2 separate regions of the Gossypium arboreum genome follow, and region 2 is linked to region 1. A link is a contact called in public Hi-C data. All regions are on one chromosome and are shown on one strand. The core of a region is the stretch at or near the end of the contact, and the rest is flanking DNA. Distances in the headings are between cores, read along the strand shown.

Region 1 (4,559 bases), core at 560-3,059:
CAAATTTATTGTACCATTATTTATATTTTAAATATCTATTTTAATTTTAATAGTGTATTTAATTTTTATAATAATGATAAACTTAAAAAGAATTTTTAATTGTTTTAAAATTTACGGTAACTTATAATGTAGAATTGTAAGTTAAATTATTTAATATAGCAAATTGGAAAAATTTATTAAGAAAATATAACTTACAAAATACCGTTAAAATTATATATATATATAATAATAATAATAATAATAATAATAATAATAATAAAAGCAAAAGAGTTTATGTTACAAATTTCCACTTCAAGAAATTCTTACTTTATTTCCTTATCTTAAGTCAAAATTTATGATATGAACACATTAAAACTTAAAATATTGTAATATATATGATTATAAAATTATTTCATTAAAATTGATTATCAACAATAACCTTTGAAGTTAATAACTAAATGTGAATTTTATCTTTAGCAATGTTTAAAAGGATGCAACTTTTGCAGTTGATTGAGTCTTAAATCGATCAGAATTGACATTGTTATTAATGCAGGAGAACGCGAGTTCGAGTATAATAAAGCGCATTATTTTTTATTTATGGGTTAAGGAGAGACTATGAATAATTCTAAATATCATATAAAAATAAATATGATCAAAACTTATAATAATATTATTAAAAGAATACATCCTCCTAACATGGTTTCAAAAGTGAATCAAATTCATATGAATTGATGATTGAATTCATTTTTATTTTAAATATTTTATAATTTTAATAATTTATTTAATTAAATTTAACGAACCGATGGAGTCAATATTATTGATTTGAAGGGAAATGACCATACGAATACAGTATAAATTTGGCAGAAATATCTTCCACAGCACATGCGATGCTGGATGCCAAGGAATATTCACATGACTGGAAAAGCTGATAATTTTCTGATGTGATATAGTTATAAATGATGAAAAACTTAAATATAATATTGTTCTATAAAATAAATATAATGTTGAAAAATAATATAAATATAATATGAAATACATATACTTTATAAATTACTGAGTTTAAGAGTATGATAGTAAAATTTAATTTGATTTAAAAAAATTTAAAATTTAAATTTTGAGTTAATTAATTTGATTAATTTGAGTCAACTCGAATAAGTAATTCGATCATTGTTAAAATTTAAAAATAAGCAAATTAATTTTTAAAATTCAAAATATTTTTAAAACTCCAAAATTTATATATTTTTGAAAATTTTATAAAAATTAAAAAATTCTAAAAATATATAAAAAGTTAAAAGAATTCTAAAACAATAATTTTAGGACATAAATAAATAAATTAACGATTTAAGTTTATCATACTAAATTATCTTTTTTTCTTAATTTACTTTAAAATTGAAAAAGTTTTCAAATATATATTATTTCAAATTTACATGCTTTAAAATAGATTTAATTATATGGTAACAAGATGTTAATTTGACATATTTAATTTTTAATCTGATTCAAATAATTTTACTCAATTCAATTTAATTCGACTCAAATTAAATTTAATTTCATTCAACATAATTTAAAAAATTAAATTAAATTAAAATTCTTCATATCAATAAACTCTTCTCTAACATAATTTTAATCCAACGCTTACGCTACCTAAAAGTTTGTCCGCTACCAATTTTTGCACTAAAAACAAGAGGAAAAAAATAGGCAAAAATACAGCCATGGCTAATTGGACACCGTCAATTAACTTCAATTCATAGTACTAAAATTATAAAATATCGGGAAAAGCAATCTACCAACTTTAAGTTTTTTCACGATGAAACAGACATTTGTTGGAGCCCACCAGTTATGAACCACTTGTACCGTAGATTTAAGCGTGACTAGTGACCGCAAATTTCCTGAATACTCATACTAAGCTAAGGGCCCCCACCTTCCACGTGGGAAGCACTTAGACATTGAGATGAGACTTCTCCTCTCTCATTAAGCCACGTTTTATTGTAGTTCAACGTTGTAATCAGTTCAAATTGGCAGACCCTAGGTGAACTTCAGTGACCACGCCACTTCAACAACTTCCATCACTCCTAACCCAGCTGCACTCAGTGAGTGAACCATCTCGAGTGCTTCAGGTACTGCTAACTTAGCTGATTTTGAGTGATCCACTGTATCAGTTACATAGGTTCCTGTTTGCTTTTCATCACCCTACGTTCTCTTGAAGCTATATAAAATGTTTGGTTTTTGTCTTTAGTTAATTTGGTTTGGTTTTCTTTTTGGTATCAGCTTTCGATCAATGGCAACCCTGACAACCTCACACTTGGTTTCGACAAGTTCTCATTTCAGCAGCCATGGAGCAGACACTAAGGCCAATCTTGCACAGGTTGGTGCCAGGAATCAAGCCATGACTCACAATGGTTTGCGGTCTTTGAACAAGGTCGATAGGTTGCGGATGAGGACCACCAACGCAAAGGCTGTCGTTACGAAAGCTATGAAACAGGCAGATTACAGGCCTTTGGGAAAAATTATTTGCGGAATAGGGATGAATATAGTGTTTGTGTCAGCTGAGTGTGGCCCCTGGAGCAAAACTGGTGGACTCGGTGATGTCCTCGGTGGACTTCCTCCCGCAATGGCTGTAAGTACATATAAGTAGAGATTTTGGCTTTGGTTTTGGTATTTAAGTGAGATAACTAGCCGCTATTGCTTATTTATCGTTCAATAGGCCAAAGGACACCGTGTTATGACAGTGTGTCCTCGCTATGATCAGTACAAGGATGCATGGGACACAAGTGTGTTAGTTGATGTAAGGTTTCCAATCCTGCTCGATTCAAGAGATATCATATTTTACTTTTTTAGTACTTCATATTCCACTAAAAGGATCTATGTTTGGATTAATTTCTTAAACTTGAGATCCTAATATGCAGCTAAAAGTCGGAGACAAAGTTGTAACTGTTCGGTTCTTCCACTGCTACAAACGTGGAGTTGATCGTGTCTTTGTCGATCACCCCATGTTCCTTGAGAAGGTTTGAAATGATTGTTGCCTTGGTTTAATGTTCCTGCGTAAATGATTCTAGTTCATCAATTTTCTTATGGTCGCTGTTCTGATGATTCAGGTATGGGGCAAAACGGCTTCCAAAATCTATGGCCCCAGAGCAGGTTTGGACTACGAAGACAATCAACTGCGGTTCAGCTTGTTATGCCAGGTAAAATAAAATTTTTGCCATGTCCCTGAGTCTAACCATGATATTATCTCTTTCAAATATAAGTCAACCTAATTTAATGCCATTTTTACTTCTTTTGTTTTTAGGCTGCTTTGGAGGCACCCAGGGTTCTAAATTTAAATAGCAGTAAAAATTTCTCAGGACCATATGGTATGAAGTCTTCCTCTTTAGTTCTAACCTTGAAAGTTTAACTCTCTTCTTCCATGAAATGGTTTAGGCTAATGTGCTTCACCACCATCTTCTGCAGGGGAAGATGTTGTCTTTATTGCAAATGATTGGCACAGTGCTCTTCTTCCATGCTATTTAAAAAGCATGTACCAGTCAAGGGGTATCTACATGAGTGCAAAGGTATGGTTGATGGCCTCTGAAACGCTAAGTTAAGCAAGCAGAAGGTTGGATCTTACATTGTGCGTGATAAATATGTCAGGTTGTATTTTGCATCCACAACATAGCCTATCAGGGAAGATTTGCCTTTGCAGATTTCAAACGTCTCAATTTGCCTGAACGGTTCAAGAGTTCATTCGATTTCATTGATGGGTAATGAAACCAAAAGTGCTGCTGCTGATACTATTTTTGTTACAGTATTGATGAATTGTTTTCTTTAGTCAAGGATTTAAAAGGTTTTCATCGTCAGGTATAACAAGCCTGTCATGGGAAGGAAAATTAATTGGATGAAGGCTGGAATATTGGAATCACATAGAGTCTTGACTGTAAGCCCATACTATGCCCAGGAGCTTGTATCTGGTGAAGACAAAGGTGTAGAACTTGATAACATCATTCGTAAAACTGGCATCACCGGCATCGTGAATGGCATGGATGTTCAAGAATGGAATCCTGCCTCTGACAAATACATCAGTGTCAAATATGATGCAACAACTGTAAGTGCTTTCTATAGCATCCAGTTTCCTGGTTGGTTGTGGTATTAGGAGACGAGTTTTTTAGTAACTGTCAATGCAGATAATGAAGGCAAAGCCATTGTTAAAGGAAGCTATTCAAGGTGAGGTGGGATTGCCTTGCGACAGAGATGTTCCTTTGATCGGATTCATTGGTAGGCTAGAAGAGCAGAAGGGTTCAGATATTTTGGCAGAAGCTATTCCGAAATTAGCTGCTGAAAATTGCCAGATTGTAGTCCTTGTTAGTGTCAAATTTTAGAATTCCCCCTTCTGTGATTGTTACCGTTGCTTCAACGAGTATAGTATTAATAAAGGGATCTATTTTCCTTTCAGGGCACAGGCAAAAAGGCCATGGAGAATCAGATTGAGCAGCTGGAGATCCAATACCCTGACAACGTTAGAGCAGTAGCCAAATTCAATGTCCCACTGGCCCATATGATTATTGCTGGTGCTGACTACATTTTGGTCCCTAGTAGATTCGAACCGT
Region 2 (4,559 bases), core at 960-3,459, 370 kb before region 1:
GATTGATAATATTGCAACATATTTTATTTCCCAAGTTTAATTACATATTTTATATTTTAAAATAATATTGAAATACTTATCATGTTTTATAAATATATTACTCGTTATTGTTTTAAAAATATGATAAGTATTTCAATATTGTTTTAAAATATAAAATATGTAATTAAACTTGGGAAATAAAAAAGATGGAAAAACAACGAGGGGGTGTGTTGCAATATTTCCAATCTCTTTTGTTGGGTGATTTTGGCCATTTGTTGGCAGGCACCACACCTCAAAAAAATTATTTTGTAATAAGATAAAAGGGTGCTAGCTATTAATATGCCAGCATCCAAAAAATTTAAAAAAAATATATATGGGTGCTTGTTATATAGTGTCTAAAACCCCAAAAATTATTTTTTAATAGAAAAAAATAGTGATGCAGACTATCTAGTTTTTATAACTCAATTTTATTGTTCATTTTAAGATAAATATTTTTGAATTAATGCCATTTTTGTAAATAATAAATTTTTTTGGGGTCAAATGGGTAAACTAGCCTCACTTTTTAGTGGATTTAAAAGTAAAATAGCTTAGCGTCATCGATGACATAGCTAAGCTCACTATGACCGACGTCGCTATGAGTGACGTCATCCGTTCCTACTTACCATACGAAGCCTTTGTCGACAGCTTTTCTTGTTGTAAGCCTAGGGGCCTACCTGCCTATCATAAGTGGCCACTCTTTTTCGGCTTGAAATATATAAATGTCTAACTCTTTTGCACATTCGATTAAAAGAATTTACTTTTTATTTAATTTTTCTAAATTTATATTTTTATCAATTTTATCATGAAAAATTAATTTTGTTAACTTAGTTAATGTAAAATATATATGAATTGTGATTTGATGATATGTTAGTATTTAATTAATTTTTAAATTTTAAAATATTAAATTTTTTATAATTTTACAACTTTTAATATTTTAATGATTTTAAGTTTTAAAATATTTTTATAATTTTTAAAATTTTAAAATTTAAAAATTAATTGAATGTGATGTGTCATTTATGTCTAAGCCACATTAGCAGAGTTAAGAAATATTGACTTTTCTAATCATTTGGATGATTTGATAAAAAAACACAAGTTCAAATATGGGTGTTAAAACGATAACCGAACCGAACTAGCATTAACTGAACTGTATAATCCTTTAACCGTTAGCCGAAGCGAAATTTTTTCAAAAAAAATTTAACCGAACTGAAATATTTCGGTTAATTCGATTGGTTAACTGAATTAACCGAATTTATATATTTTTATCTTTTAGTTAAAACAAGTATAAAACATATCAAATAAATACATTGAAATTAACCGAAATATATATTTTTATCTTGAAAATTAATCGAATTAATCGAAATTTTATGTCTTGAAACACTATATAATGAAAAACACTACATAAGTATTGAAATTAACACATAATATTAATTATTAAGTTCGGTTAATTCAGTTAATTATCTAATTTCGAACCGAATTAACCAGTAATTGAAATTTCAAAAAACCATTAACCAACCTCCGACCAAACTATGTTCGACCATTGGTTGATTAACCGAATTAGATCAGCTTGGTTAATTAATTTAGTTTTAACAGAAATTTAAATATCTTTAAATTTAATAACTAAAAAAGACGAAAAATTAAATTAAGAAATAAAATAATTTTTTATAAAAATAGAGGGTAAAATATATAATTATTATTTAAATTATAAAATAGATAAAATATTACATTAATTAATGGTGTTAGCGTACCGACATGAGCATGCATTTCAATTTGGTTGCACCCGTAAATAAGATAATCAGATGGTTGTTAAGGTATGGAATAATTTCTGTTGTCTTTATAATTACAAATACAAATACTAAATCTAATTAATAATTTTTAATTATTAAGATATTTAGGATTTTGAATATTTAAACTGTCATTTAAAAAGAGAAAGAAACCAGTGACTTGGCAATCATTCACATGTGAAAGTAATTTGACATTCCTGATTAAACTGCAAGAATACCATCTTCATGTTCACATGGCCTTTGACATTAGTTAAGGAATGTGATGCTGTAAAAGCCGTAACATCATTTGTCCGATTCTGGAATTTTTCAATTAAAAATAAATGGCAGAAAGATTACGTACATCTTGTGATATCAGCATCTCAACGTCATCAGAAAATGAGTGCTTTAAATGGGTGCTGAAAGCCGGAACCTCCAAAGTTGTGCAAAGTAATTAAATATCATACTCCATTCCCATGGCGCTCTCCACCACCAAGCTATTACTCACTGACCTCGCAACTACAGTCAAACTGGTGCCTACCAATTACATCAGACCAATCTCCGACCGTCCAAACCTGGTTGATGTTCATGTATCAGATGTTTCCATCCCTCTGATCGACCTTCAGGACCTCCATGGCCCCAACCGCTCTCATGTTCTTAAACAGATTGCCCTAGCTTGCCAACATGATGGTTTCTTTCAGGTATCCAAACAAATATTTTGATTTGGCTATAATTGTCGCTTGCTACTCCTACTAGTTAATTCTGTTTAGTGATTTCTGTTCTGCTAAATGATCAGGTTAAGAACCATGGGGTTTCAGAAGCCACCATCAACAACATGCTGCGTTTAGCTAGAGATTTCTTTTATTTACCGGAGAGTGAGCGGTTGAAGAATTACTCCGACGACCCGTCCGTCGCCAACCGGTTGTCAACTAGTTTCAACGTTAAGACGGAGAAGGTTGCCAACTGGAGGGATTTTCTGAGACTCCATTGCTACCCTCTCCAAGATCACGTAAACGCATGGCCTTCAAATCCCCCTTCCTTCAGGTTTTAATAATATAGTACCATAAATAAGCCAATGGTTTTCATCTTTTAATTTTAAGCATGACTGAATTTGTGGTTCCTGTCAGGGGCGACGTAGCCGAGTATTGCAGTAGCGTTAGAGGTTTAGTGCTACGACTGCTTGAGGCCATATCAGACAGCTTAGGGCTGAAGAGAGATCATATAGATAAGACCCTAAGCAAGCATGGGCAACACATGGCTTTAAACTACTATCCACCTTGTCCACAACCAGAACTTACTTATGGCTTGCCTGGCCATACCGATCCTAATTTAATAACTATTCTTCTTCAAGATGACGTCCCTGGATTACAGGTTTTAAGAGATGGCAAGTGGATTACTGTCAATCCCATTTGCAACACCTTCATTGTCAACATCGGCGATCAAATGCAGGTGAAGTGGTGGATAGTGATTGTAACCTTTGTTTATTTATTTCTTAATCCAGAAAAAAAAATAAAGTGAGTGGTAATCTTTTGTCACAGGTAATTAGCAATGATCGTTACAAAAGCGTGCTCCATCGAGCTGTTGTGAACTGCAATAAAGAACGAATATCCATCCCAACCTTCTATTGTCCCTCACCTGATGCTTTGATAGGCCCTGCTACGGACTTGATCGACGATGATCACCCTGCAGTGTATCGAAGTTTTAGTTATGGGGAATACTATGAAAAATTTTGGAAGAGGGGACTTGCTAGCGAATGCTGCCTCGACATGTTCAAAACTTGTGTTCCATAATTATCTATTGTCATGAATTCATACTTTAAAGTCGAGATTACACGGAGTTGTCTTATTCGACCTCCCAGATAATGTTAATTACTGAAGCGTCTTAATTAAGGTGCTAGATGATGGTATTTCACTGTTTCATATACATTTCCATCTCTGCAAACGGGACTTGCAACTCACCTCTTCCTACCTTCTACTTTTTCAATTTACAAGAACATCAAAACTTTAAATGCGAATTTTGAGGATTTCAATTTGGATTTTATTTATATGTGTAAAGTAGTTATATTAAAAAAAATATTAAGATTATAACCAATCTATGAATTTGAAAATTATAGTGAATTTTACTTTTTTAGCAACCTAAGGAAATTACTCAACAGGCTAGAACCGATGCTGATGAAGAAGACAAACACGCTCTCACTAGTAGGCCTTGAAACTGGTTATAACACAAGCGCCATTAAAGCTTGGTGGATTTGAGGGAGTTTGTATCACATTCTCTCTACCTAATGGTCCCCGTCATCGGAATGGTTTGGTTGCTAGGTCAGAATTTCTAGGGATTTTAACTTTCTATAGCTTTCGTTCCATCTAATTACATAAACTATTAAATTTTATAATATTTTATGTAATACATAAAACATGGTTTAATAATTCAAAACGTTACTCAATTATTTGAATCATTACAAGGGTTAAATTACTAAACGAAATACTCAAAAATCTTATTACATAAATATTAGAATTCTTATAATATTTAATGTAACATTGGAGTTGATGAAACGTTTATAGTAAGGATCTCTTTCTAGAATTTTTATAAGCACCCAAAATCAATTCCTTGTATCATGGCAAATTAAGGCTATTGTAGGTGTAAAAAAGAACTTTTCTTTCTCTCCTCAAGTGCTATTTAATTTCGAAAGTCTTCTTCCCCTCCTCCCTTCTAGAAAAATATGAATATCACATATATATATAATAATTACATTATTATTTATTATAATAAAAAAGTTATTCAAATTAA

What was found. A called contact is a pair of places that touch in the nucleus more often than the background predicts.
Region 2: a contact with region 1 is called in a Hi-C map of leaf, with 2.2 times the contacts expected there. The contact joins the promoter of LOC108482509 here to the promoter of LOC108476229 in region 1. A contact is called at or near these places in 2 of 5 Hi-C or Micro-C datasets (both in leaf).

What each region holds. Positions count from the first base shown.
Region 1 is chr8:52,558,828-52,563,386 of ASM2569848v2, reverse strand. LOC108476229 (granule-bound starch synthase 1, chloroplastic/amyloplastic-like) reads left to right here and starts at 1,809. Exons shown (of 14, transcript XM_017778370.2): 1 at 1,809-2,093; 2 at 2,245-2,593; 3 at 2,681-2,761; 4 at 2,883-2,981; 5 at 3,072-3,161; 6 at 3,266-3,329; 7 at 3,427-3,527; 8 at 3,607-3,716; 9 at 3,814-4,057; 10 at 4,137-4,313; 11 at 4,406-4,559. The coding sequence starts at 2,255.
Region 2 is chr8:52,925,069-52,929,627 of ASM2569848v2, reverse strand. LOC108482509 (protein DMR6-LIKE OXYGENASE 2-like) reads left to right here and starts at 2,209. Exons shown (of 4, transcript XM_017785644.2): 1 at 2,209-2,476; 2 at 2,572-2,819; 3 at 2,903-3,224; 4 at 3,314-3,716. The coding sequence starts at 2,252. The coding sequence ends at 3,565.